2 separate regions of the Hordeum vulgare genome follow, and region 2 is linked to region 1. Evidence: chromatin contacts called from public Hi-C data. All regions are on one chromosome and are shown on one strand. The core of a region is the stretch at or near the end of the contact, and the rest is flanking DNA. Distances in the headings are between cores, read along the strand shown.

Region 1 (6,501 bases), core at 2,957-5,456:
TGAAGTTAGAAAGGGCTAAACCATTCAAAAGTAGCAAATGAAGTTAGAAAGGGCTAAATCATTCATATTTGGAAACTATAATGGCACAAACAGAAACTAGACATATATAAATTGGTCCAAGCAGTACATGATACTAGTCCAAACAGTACATAATAATAGCTATCATAGATATATATATTCGAGGTGACGCTGGCCATAGTTGACGACTCGAATCAGAATGTCCACCTTATTCGAGGTGACGCTGGCCATAGTTGACGACTCGAATCTTGCGGTACAACTCGTATGAAACGTATGCATATTTTGCTGCATACTCAATGTTGATACGATCAAGTGGGGCCTTCTCCCAAAGTTTGTGCTGAGACTTTGGGAAATTGGTCTTCATATCACCATATTCCTCGTCGATCAAGCCAACTGCCATATGAGCCATCGAAGTCCTGACATGTCGAAGCCTGAATACCGTTTGGAGATCAATGAGGCAACCAGTTGGTATCTCAATACCGAAGCTGTACCTCATCTTCAGCTTGTCGTTCGTTATGTCAACGGTAGCAAAAGTGATGCTGCTGCGAAGGAAGTCCATGAGTTCTAGACAATGCTTGTCACTACTGCAACAGAAACAAATTAAAATGGAACAAATGTTACATACTGCTGCAATAAGGAAACATGTTTCACTACAACTAAAGAGAAAATTATCTTTAGTATTCAAATAGAACATATGCAATGGAACCTAGAGAGATCACTATAGCTATCCAATGGAACCTAGAGATATCACTAGCTATATGCAATTTTCATGACTATGACATATCATATTGCTATCCAATGGAACCTAGAGAGATCACTAGCTATATGCAATTTTCATAACCTTGGATCAAAGAACACCGCATAAAATTGTATCACTACAACTATGATTTCAATGGAACATATTGAACCAATCAGATTTTCCAGATTGTGGAACACTATTCCAATGAGATTGTGTTCCCTTCAACTAATCAAAATTGTTTCACTACAACTATTTGAAGCGAACCAACTATGATTCCAATGGAACATATTAAAACTAGTTGATTCTAATACGATTTTTCAGATTATGGAACACTATTCCAATCAGATTGTGTTCCCCTTCAACTAATCAAAATTGTTTCACTACAACTATTTGAAGGGAACCAACTATGATTGAAACAAATAAACTTACAATGTCATTACCTTGGATCAAAGAAAGCCTCAAAACTAACCTCGTCCATTGGAAGATCAAGACATGGTGTGCGAAGCATAGTTGGATGACGGCAACACCGCGTTGATCGGCCATGTACTCCAGATCAAGCCCCAAGAACTTCTCATGATCCATTGCGGCGTAAAGCCATCGTTCCTTCAATTGTTCAAGAAAATACGGCATCTCCCTGCTCTCGTTCGTGTACACGACATCGAGCTTGGTCTTGCCATGTGCGAGCACCTCTCCAAAGCGAGTTGGCATGGTGGAAGAAGAGAAGGGAAGAAGAGAGGAGAAGAACAGAGCGAGAGCGAGAGAGAAGAAGAAACAGAGAAATGGCGACTCTGCTTCGGTTCGTGCTTTTCATCGCCCGAAACGACGCGGGATGCAAACCGTTTGGGCCTTTAGTCCCGGATTGAGCCACCAACCGGGACTAAAGAGGTATACCAACGGTTGCCACCACTACGGCAGGCCACGTGTTAGGCCTTTAGTCCCGGGTTGAGCCACCAACCGGGACTAAAGGGGGATACGAACAGTTGCCACCACCACTGCCCACCGCGTAGCCCTTTAGTCCCGGTTTGGGACACGAACCGGGACTAAAGGCTCCTTACAGGCCGGGACTAAAGCCTCGAGGGAGGCATTGAGAATTGGGGCGACGTGGCCGGGCCTTTAGTCCCGGCCCAGAGGCAGGCCGGGACTAAAGGGTCCCGGCCAAAGGCCCGTTTTCCACTAGTGTGTGCATCGGGATTCCGGTGATGCTTTGGGTAATCTCAGAGTTGAGGTTTTCCACTAGGGAATTCGATGAGATCGCGAGCTTCGTGATTGAGGATTTCTATGCGGCTTTGTGGTAATTTGTGATGGACTAGTTGGAGCACCCCTGCAGGGTTAAATCTTTTTTGGAAAGCCGTGCCCGCAGTTATGTGGCAACGTGGATACTTTGTTTAACACTGGTTCTAGATAACTTGAAGTTAAGTTAATTAAAAATATGCCAACTGTGTGCGTAACCGTGACTGTCTTTTTCGTGAGTTCTCTCTCCGATCGAGGACACGGTGGGGTTATGTCTGACGTAGGTAGGTGTTCAGGATCATTCATTTGATCATCAGTAGTTCACGTTCGCTATGCGTAGATCTTCCCCCTCTTATTTCTTGTACTCGTAAGTTTAGCCACCAAATATATGCTTAGTCGCTGCTGCAACCTCACCACTTAACCATACCTCACCCATTAAGCTTTGCTAGTCTTGATACCTTTGGAAATGAGATTGCTGAGTCCCCTGTGGCTCACGGATTACTACAACACCAGTTGCAGGTACAGGTAAAGGTTACTTGACGCGAGCGCGTTTATTGTTCATTTGGAGTTGCTTCTTCTTCTTCTTCTTCTTCATATATCTAGGATGGGTTCCAGGGCGGCAGCCTGGGATAGCAAGGATGGACGTCGTTCTTTTTTTCTCGTTTGTTTTCGTCCGTAGTCGGACCCTGCTCTTCTTCATGATGATTATGTATTGTACTGCTGTGACTCTGAAGTAGCTTGTGGCGAGTGTAAGCCAATTCTATATATATACCTCTTCTTTTCAGTACATGTACTTGTAACGATATCCATTCTTGCGACACGACGAGATGCGCTTCTATCCCTGACGAGGCCTTCGTGCCAAATTGAGGATAAGGTCGCATCTTGGGCGTGACAGGTACGGGGTGAAATCCTATCCGCACACCGCCGTCAATCCCAATCCCTCTCCCGATTTCTCGTCGTTGACGAGCTCAATCCTCCCTCTCCCACTCAAAATGTGGCGTGGAAGTTGGTCGACGGGCCATGGCGGCGACGGCAACCCCGAGCGATAGCGTTGCGTGGCATCCGACGTCGCGCAGAACCGGGCCACTCGCAAGTACCCGAAACCAAGGCCTATCGCTACTGTCGTCGCTCCTCCGCCGCAAGACGTAAGAGTGACCGCACGCAGACGCGGTTGTACTCCAGCACGTGATGCTCCTCCGCCTCAGGCAGCTCCGTCGGGGGGTCGAGCTCCCATATGCTGACTCTGATTGAAAGGGAGCCAGCGGAGCTCCCACCGATCCGCACGATGAAGAGAGAGCTGGAGCCAGAGCCAGAGCAGCGGGGCGGTGGCGTCATTGGGCCAGAGGATCCCCCCCAGCAAAGGCGGACGCCATTGAGGCAGCCGTCCTCGTGCGTATTGCGCGGGAGGAGGAGGAGGCGCATCACTGCCGCCGGGTCGATGACCTCGACAGGGGCTCGCGAATGGGCAGTAGTTCAACGACAAGTTGGTTGCGTCGTGCTGCAAAGCCGAGGCACATGACACCATCTACATCGACATCGTCTCCTCCTCCGACGAGTACTAAGGATGTTTGCCGCCGCAGTGTCGCCGCCGAGCCCGGATGGCTCCGGCGTGCCAAATTTTGGCAGTAGGATTTACGGTGGCTCCGCCGCTCCTCCTATGCATTTTGTAGAACTATGAATGATGATCAAAGAAGTATGTATGATGGTCAACTATGAAATGAATTAATTTGATTTCTCGTATGGTGGGCATTACCGACAACCTAACCCGCTGGACATATCGAGATTAACACGTATCGATTCGGAAAACCATCTATCCTTCCTCTGGACTAGCTTCTACTACGCCCGCTAACAAATACCACAGGACGCTCCAGTGTTTTCTTCAAATGAGATGAACATAGACACAAACGTTTCGTAGCGTTTCTCCATGCATTTAAATCTGCATGCGGCATATACTTGAATATCCAAAACATCTTATATATATTTATGAACGCAGAGAGCACCCGTGATTCAAAATTAAATTATGCTTACACGGCGACTAACCACCGACAAGCACCATTTTTATCTTCTTGACTCGAAAACAAAAGTAAAAAAGAAAACAAGCACCAGTTTTATCTTCTTGACCCAAACACGAGAGTCAAATGGTTTCGAGGAGCTGAGACAAATCCGCCCGCAGAAAACAATATAAATAAACCAAGCCAGGAAGCGAAGAAAGCAGTCTATAAAGCGCGCAGACGCAAACAGGGACAGCGCCCCGCATCCCCTCCCCTCCCCTCCCCCCGAATCGCAGAGCGGAGGAACCCACCCATCCATCCATCCATCCACCCGTCCGGAAAGCCGAGCGAGATGGGCGCCGCGAGCAGCAGCTGCGCCGCCGGCGCGCCGTCGTCGTCTTCTCCGTCGCCACGGCGCCGGCGGCCGCGGATCGGCCTAGGCGGGTGCTTCGGGGCCGGATCCTCCGCGGGCGACGGCGGGGGGCTCGCCGCCGCCGCCGCCGCCGCCGCCTCCTCCTCGCGCGCCCTCCAGGTACTCAGCCGCCGCTCCTTACCCCCCCTTGCACGCACGGGGCTGGTCTCGGGTCTCGCCGTTCGAGCTGGCTTGCGGTAGCGATCGATTTGTCGGTGGTTACTGTTCACCGGGTCGTGGGGTTCGGGACGGCGGCTCCGGGGGCGTGGCTTGGGGTTAGGAGAAGCCATGGAGCGCGCCTGGGGAGCGTACGTGCTTCTGCAGCTCTTAATCCCCATTCCTGCTGTACCGCTGCTTGCTCAATCATGACGACTATGTAACAGCAGCAGTTTGTATGGAGGAGCAGTTGACTAGCTGAATCAACATTTATGCCCCTTCCTTACACATCCGTGCCATGCAAACAGCCTCTGGATTAGCTAGCCTATAGCTACGTGCGTTGCAGCCCTCATAATGGGCATCGATGGAGAGCTCACAGAATCTGTCGTCCCACACTGAAAGTGTCGGTTCTGCTGAGGGACAAGCTGAGCTAAATTTGTGAAATTGCAGTGTTGCTGTATCTTGTTCAAGTGCCAGTGGGGTTTCGTGGTTTCAGTGGATAAGGTTGCTTTATTTTCCATCTGTTATGTTATTATCTGGGTTGTTGACTGATGCCAGGAAGGTATGTTGTGCAGGCGGCAACTCGGCAAGCGGAGCGAGCAGCGGCTGGGCTAGATTTTCAGCCTTCTCTGTCTGCTAAGGATCTTCGTCACACCAGCGAGCCTGACCCAAGAGTGCATCCGTCTTCCAGCACCATAAGTCACCGCCTCAGATTCAATCACCTCGACTGTCATGAGAACAAGGAGCATGCCCTGCGAATTAAAGATGCTGAAACGAGTGGCCTGGAGAGTTCATCAGGAAAGGATGCCATGATTAGGGGAGATTTCAGTAATGAAGCTGGCAATGATGAGAGAACATCTGGAGAAGGGGTTAGTCCTATGGCACAAGAGCTTGTAGAACCTGCACCTGATAATGTCCACATTGACGCAGTTTTCATTACAGAAGTTAGTGGCTCCATTTCCCAGTCTGATTTCCACTCCTCGCTGATCACATCTGAAAGGATCATGCCTGGCTTGGAAGATGGAGAGACAGCTCTCCGCAGGACTTCATCCAGAGATGTTTTGTCAAGTGAAAGCTCAGATGTTTCTCAATCCAGCTTAACATCTGTGTTGCCTGCTACTTCAAGTGCATCATCCATTATTGGAGAATCAATTCCAGATGCAACTACTAGCAGAGAAGATACTCCCACCATATTCAGTGTGTCACATGGTCAGATTGGTGGAAGTACAGTGCATGAAGACATCATTTTCTCAAATGATGGCCCAGAGCGCTCTAGAGATTCGAGCAATGGTGAAACAAGAAGAAATCATAGAAGGGTCCTATGGGATTCATTTTCAAGACGTGGTTCTAGAGGTTATCTAGATTCAGACACTGATGATCTTGGATTTTACAGTAGATGGCTAGACCTTGGTGATGATCTTTTTGGGGATGAGGTTGAGGAGGCACGCTACTTCCATCGTAGACGCCATGGTTCAATCAGAGTAAACCAGTATTCAAGATCTCGGGTAATTGCTCTTGCCTATGGCAGCTATGCCTACTCTTTCATACATGTTGCAATTCCATATTTAGAAATGTTGTTGGTGCCACTATGTCCAGATTAAGTTTTTAATTGTCGATGTAGGTTTGCACTATTATCTGAACAAAAACATGTACTTTAATCATCACATGTGTTCTCTCTATTTGCTTTCAGCATATTCAGAATTCCGTGAACTGAACCTACTTTATATGCTGCATATGCTGTTTCATTTCTGCATCACTTTTACGCCCAATGTGCTCTCAGTTTTGGTTCTTACACTCAGTAGCATTGTTACCTACGGTCTTAGTCATTTACTGCTTGATCTCATGCACATGTGTCCTGAAGTTGGTGCTATTGTTTTGTTACAGATTAGGGAGCACCGTCGTGCTATTTTTGATAGTGGGAACGGGCAAAGTACTGCTGCTTGTCCTTTGGGGAT
Region 2 (6,501 bases), core at 2,169-4,668, 61 kb before region 1:
TGTTTAAAGACCGTTGTCTATCATAAGGTATTCATGGATTAAAAGTGCATGTGTCCACTCTAGCAGTTAGTCACTTATTATTTGCAGATGATAGTGTGTTATTTTCTAGGGCGGATGTGGGGAGTGCACAACACATTGCTGAGGATTTGGAAATGTATTGTAATGCTTCAGGCCAAAGAATTAACCTTGAAAACTCATCAATAACTTTGAATAGGAGGTGCAAGAATACTCCACGACGAGCGGTAAAACATATAATCAACGTCCAATATGAAACATTGATTGAGAAATATTTGGGAATGCCAACAAATGTAGAAAGAGATAAAGATGAAAACTTCAGTATTCAAAAGATAGAATATGTAAGTATGTGCAAGGATGGATACAAACGCTATCAGATGTATTGATCAAGTCGGCGATCCCAATGTTTTCCATGTCCTATTTCAGGCTTCCTCGAGGGTTGTGTGAGCATAGAAATAAACTATTCCAAAAATAATGGGAAAGCAAGGACAAGAAACGGAAAACTTTTTGAGTTGCTTGGTCAGAGATGACAAACCCAGGTATATGGGAGGCATGTGTTTCGGAGACAACAAATTGTTCAAATTAGCACTTCTGGCTCATCGGGCTTGGAGATTTTTGCAATGTCCTACAAGTTTGAGTGGTAAATTTCTAAAAGGAAAACATTTTGCACAAGGAGATTTTCTTATAGAAAGTTTGGCCTCTCGTCCTTTGCAGGTTGGAGGGCGATGCTTGATGGGCCTGAGAAATTTGAAACAAGGCCTTATTAGGCAGATCATTAGTGAAGAAGGGACAATCCATGGGAAGACAATTGGCTAGACCATAATGGCTCTTTGCGAGCAACAACTTGCTTATAGTATGATTCACCTAAAAATGTTCATGAGGTGATTAATCATACATCAGCCACATGGAACATAGAAAAATTGGCATGACATCCCGCCAGTGGATGCTGATGTTATGAAAATACATCGCTTTGAGTGCTAGAAACCAAGAAATTTTTGGGCATGACATTATGATAGTAAAGGATTTTTTGTAAAGTAAGTGTATATATGTTAATCACCACAAATGTCATGAGGGAGACGTGGCTGGATGGGTCCGCTGCAACATTGAATTTGAAGGATGAAAATAAACAGTGGACATCACCATGAAAGGTTCATGTCCCAACAAAGATATGTGTTTTTCTGTGGAGATTAGCAAAACAATCTATACCAATTGGTGATGTGTTGCGCAACATGAACATGAAAGGAGGGTCATAAGTATCTGACTTGTGGCCAAGATGACTCATGAAGACACTCATTTATTGAATGGATGATGCCGAAGTCTATTTGGGCATTGGAGTCGGAAGGGGTCATGGAAACCACAACATATTCACAAGAACAGAAGGTGGGAGGATGGACCTTCTCTTTGATCGATGTTCTTTCCCACCAGCTGCTTGTCGACACTTTTGTTACATTATGGGCTATATGGTACACGAGGAGAAACATGATTTATGATTGTCATTTTTAGAGGTAGTTGTCCACTACATACTTTGTTCAAAACTTTTTTGAGGAACTCCAAATATTTGAGAAGAAGTGTGTTGCGTCTATCTCGAAGTCAAGTTCGCGCCGTGAACCTACGTTGATTCCACTATCGGAAGGGTGCATGAAGGTGGAAGTTGAGACAATGGCCGAAAAAGAATGATGCAAAAGGTGTTGCTGTAGTCTTGGTCAGAAACAAAGAAGGAAAGTTGAGACAATGGTCGCTTTTGATGGAATCCCTGATCCCGAGATACTTGAGGCGCTCATATATATGCAAATCCGTCATTGCTTTAGATTGCTGGCGAGTGATAAGTCACTTGAAGATTGCACGGGAGGATCTTACGTGCAAATTATACAAGACACTAATATCACTAATGCATCCTTTGAGTTCATGTGATGACTTTGTAGTAAAAACAACTACCTTTCAGAGCACATACCATTATAGCTAGCTAAAACGAAAGAATGAGGACAAAAGGTATGGGTCTAAGCTTCCAGCTTGTTCTAGTCTCACTTATATTGAATATCTCTCTGGTGGGAGCCTACCAAGTAGGAAAGCTTTGTTATAGTCCTGTTTTATTCATATCTTCACCTCTCGAGGGGCAATCACTATTACTACTTCAACATTCTTCCGTGGTTGTGGTTTAGAAAAAAATAGTGGGAAGAAATGTTGATTTCCGTTTTGTGGGGAGCCCACTCCGCCTATTTAGATGGTGCTTCCTGAGGAGATGAGGTCGCTTGGAGCGGACTTGACGATGCCGATTGCGACCTCATCGTTGTCGTTGGAGCCGGGTTAGCCGCTCATCTTTGTGGACCGTGGAGGTTTGTCTGCTACTATTATTCTCTCACCTGAGGTTGTTGGCGAGGTGGCGTTTGTGGGTGTCGAGGTTGATGTGGTAGGTGCTTTGGCACCTAACTCTCAGCCGTTGAAGCCCATCCGGTCTCCCATCTTTGACCATGACGCTATGTTAGCACGTATTGATGAGGCGGTGTTGGCGAAAAAGCTTGGCCGCTTGCTCGCCAACTTGGATGCAGCTTCTCCTGGGTCTGCCCAAACGATTGCCCGCCTCTTAGCGGAGGAGGTTTCGCTGGGTAAAATCAAGAAGGTGAAGAAGGCTCTGAGGAGCATAGGCAAGAAGGGTGGCGTCATTGCTAAGGCGTCGGCATCTGTTTAATGGGGCATACTCAGTCTCTTCGTCATCCATCTTTGATTGGCCCACATATGTGGATTTGGTGGCGTCCGGTATATTTAATATTGGTTTAGTTGAGGGTTTCTTTACGAAATCGAACTGCAAGGTTTCATGGTTGTTGCATGCTATGTATGTTTGTCGGGTTGATTATAGCGTCATGGAGTTTCTTTCTTAACGAGTAGTCCGCATGTGGTCGATATGTATTGATTTTTGTCTGATTTTTCATTAATTAATTAGGCAATTCTTTTTTTTAATTACTGATAAGGCAAAAAAAAATTGTCTTCGTTTCGGAAAAAAAATGCTTGAGCGTTCACTCGGGCTATAGCACACGCAACACTGCGATTCAACTAAACATAAACAAATGAGCATCTTACAAGTATATGTGTACCTAACCTTCATCAGGTACTAATAATAGGTGAAAAAATAATAAGAAATAGGGCAAATTAATCATGTCGGCTGTTCCCTGCTTCAGCATTGGAATCCCATGCAGTGCTAATTTAAAAACATCCGTGATGCTACATATACTAACCTTCAAGAAAAAGTAGAGGAGTATATTTTGACAATGATTATGTCCTGTCCTTTTATTCTCATGTCAACAGGAAATGTGCCTGCATATACGCTGTGGAGAAACCGGCCACGACTGGTCGGCGTGCGCAGAAGGCTGATGGCCGCTACCGGACATTCTACACGCAACGGCCCAGCACCCCTGATGGGTCAAGCGTACCGACCCATATGCATGCATGCATGCATTATTCCGTAAGGCTGGTCGGAGAGTAACATATAATGCATATGATACTATTGTTGTATGATACTATTTTCATACTCCCTCCGTTCCTAAATATAAGTCTTTCTAGAGATTCCACTAATAGACTACATACGGATATACATAGACATATTTTAAAGTGTAGATTCATTCATTTTGCTTCGTATGTAGACTCGTAGTGTAATCTCTTAAAAGATTTATATTTAGGAACGGAGGGAGTAGTATATAGTACTTCCTTCGTCCGAAAATATTTGTCCTGAAAATGTATAAAATGGATGTATCCATAACTAAAATAAGTCTAGATACATCTATTTCTATGACAAGTATTTCCGGACGGAGGGAGTATCATAAAGTAGTATCATATATGACCTTATTTATTGGCATGCATGACACATAGTAGCATAGCATTTAACATGTTACGATATCTACCTATGTTACTCTAATCCTCTATCTCTTTTTTAATCCCCTGCCACATCAGCATGTTTGCTATTTCCGAGTACATGATAGTACTTTAGTTACACCCACTACGGCCAGCCTAAAACCTCAAAGTTATTCTTGTGAAATAATTATTTTCAGTTCCAACGTTAACCAGCCAATGGGATAGAGCTCGTTGGTTACCCTATCAATTTTAGTTGTGAGCACTGTTGTTCCTGTCTTTTCTTCAACGAAAAGTCCTCACCTGGATACTATCAAATGTTCTATGCATATAATACTCCCTCCGTCTCAAAATAACTGTCTCAACTTTATAATAACTGTAGTACAAAATTATACTAAGTTTAAGACACTTATTTTAGGATGAAGAGAGTATTTTTTTACCTTAATAGCCACAAAGTTCAGAGAATATATATAGATTGGTTAGCCGTAATCAGGGACGGATCCGCCTAGCGGGCCGCCCCGGGCCTGTTTTACTCTGTAGCACTTTGCTAAATTATTGTGCTACATCATTGTGCTACAGTATACAAAGGAGTTGGGACCATGCCCTCCCTGTGCCGGGCCCTAGTTCCGTCACTGGTTGTGATGTATTTTGCTCGTATCATGAAAACGACACGTCATTACGTGTCATGAAAATTAAATATCCTGGTAGTATGATTCCGTATCATATTAAGTAGCGTACTAGTAAGTGTTATTACCATGAATGACAATAATCAGGTCACCATGATACCAAGCACGAAAAAAACTATGCAAGCAATGGAGATATTTTACATTGATTTTTTTACCATGTTTTTCACGAATGTTGTTTTTTGATAAAACTTCGGAGGCAACAAAAACATTAGTAATGTTTGTTATAAAAAAATAGAATTGTATGAAAAAAATCATAATTTTTTTAATTTTATTTTCACTCGAGCTCATATTAACCTCGTTCATTTATTTTCTCCGTATTAGTAAGGGATCATCTTTTATTTTAGTTTTTTTGGGAAAGATCCGTATCTATTATAGAAGCTCATCAGAAGCTCAAAACACCTCAATCATAATAAAATTTTACATCAAAGTCTTTAGACCATCGAAGGACTAATACCATCGCCAAAATGAGCCATCGAAGCGCCGCTATCACCGCTCCCCTATAAGAGCCAGTTTAACCTTGTCGGTGACAATCAAGAAGTCTTCATGCATGTGCTATTAAGGACCAACTCCAAAAAGCAGCATTCTTCGTAATTGAACCTTTAATAGATATGAAGCAATTGACACCAAATCTCGCTCTAGCGCACACATGACGAGAAATCCTAACTCGTGGCCCTAAAGAGGTGACAGGAATCAACGTCGGAGCTCCGTCGACTACATCCGGATGCACGAAGTCGAGGAGGATCAAATCCTCGAAGGCAACCTCAACGAAGAAGCGTCGTCATCCTCCCGAGCACCAAATCTACAAGGAGTAACAAAAGCTAATATGAACTACTAGCCAGACCGAAGACACCGGGATTCACCCCCCGTTCACCGGCCGCCGGAGCGGCAGGCAGAGGGGAGGTAAATCCATAGGCTCGCTGATGGTAGATTTTTCTCTAGCCACCAAAGGAAACAGGAGAAAACGCTTGGAAAGAAGAAAGAGATCAACTCTTAGCTACAAGAAGGCAAGCCTTTGTTTTCATGTTTCCGTTCTTTCAACTTAGTAATCGTCGTAGTGACATTACTGAGATAACATTATTATACATATTGAATTCAGTTTTGCGCATCATGTGGTAACACCACCAAATTGCACCTTCAATTTATCATCTATAAACATATACAAAACGTAAACAATGGTTGACGATGAGTTTCCGCTGACACTTTCAATGACAACCTAAACACTAGTAGAAAATAGTGGACACTCCCTCCCCTCCCCCCTCCCACATAATATACACTTCCACACAAATTCCCCGAATTATCTTCTAGTTACCGGGCCGATATAGACCACCATCACCCAAAACCTTGTTTCTCAATATCCACAAACTCAATTACAATACTAGAGCTTGTGGAAAGCCAAACAAATGAGCTATTTGTGCACATGTTCAACACAGTCTCAACCACTCTATTGGTGAATATCAATGTTCTCCCCTCTGAGTAACTTCTAGCTTTGGTAAATTTAAATTATGTATTTGATGATGATGAAATTACGCAAGTCTCCCCCCTGCTCCCCCCAACACACACACACACACACACACACCCCATGGAGGGACACGCTGTAATATTCAAGAAGAAACATGTATTATGTACTAATGTGCAATGTTGGGGAACGTTGCATGGGAAACAAAAAAAATTCTACGCACACGAAGACCTATCATGGTGATGCCCATCTACGAGTGGAGATTTGGATCTACGTACCCTTGTAGATCGCACATCAGGAAGCGTTAAGAAACGCGGTTGATGTAGTGGAACGTCTTCACGTCCCTCGAACCGTCCCACGAACCGTTCCGCTATCTGTCTCACGATCCGCTCCGATCTAGTGGTGAAACTGTGTGGTTTAGGCTAGAGTTGCACGTGGCAAAGTTGTGTCTCAAAAAGCCCTAAACCACCACTATATATAGGAGGGAGGGGAAGGGGCTAGCCT

The links. A called contact is a pair of places that touch in the nucleus more often than the background predicts.
Region 2: a contact with region 1 is called in a Hi-C map of leaf, with 4 times the contacts expected there. The contact joins the enhancer-like site here to the promoter of LOC123401880 in region 1. A contact is called at or near these places in 2 of 6 Hi-C or Micro-C datasets (leaf and seedling).

What each region holds. Positions count from the first base shown.
Region 1 is chr6H:542,012,199-542,018,699 of MorexV3_pseudomolecules_assembly, reverse strand. It overlaps LOC123401880, which reads left to right and starts at 4,206. Exons shown (of 6, transcript XM_045095735.1): 1 at 4,206-4,510; 2 at 5,122-6,051; 3 at 6,431-6,501. The coding sequence starts at 4,331.
Region 2 is chr6H:542,072,033-542,078,533 of MorexV3_pseudomolecules_assembly, reverse strand. No RefSeq gene overlaps it. Among protein-coding and RNA genes, the nearest start is that of LOC123406334, 22 kb to the left of the region's middle. Within about 2 kb of position 3,418, at least 3 of the 3 cell types and tissues checked have open chromatin away from gene starts, as enhancers often do. A contact at or near this core is called in leaf and seedling, where this site is marked.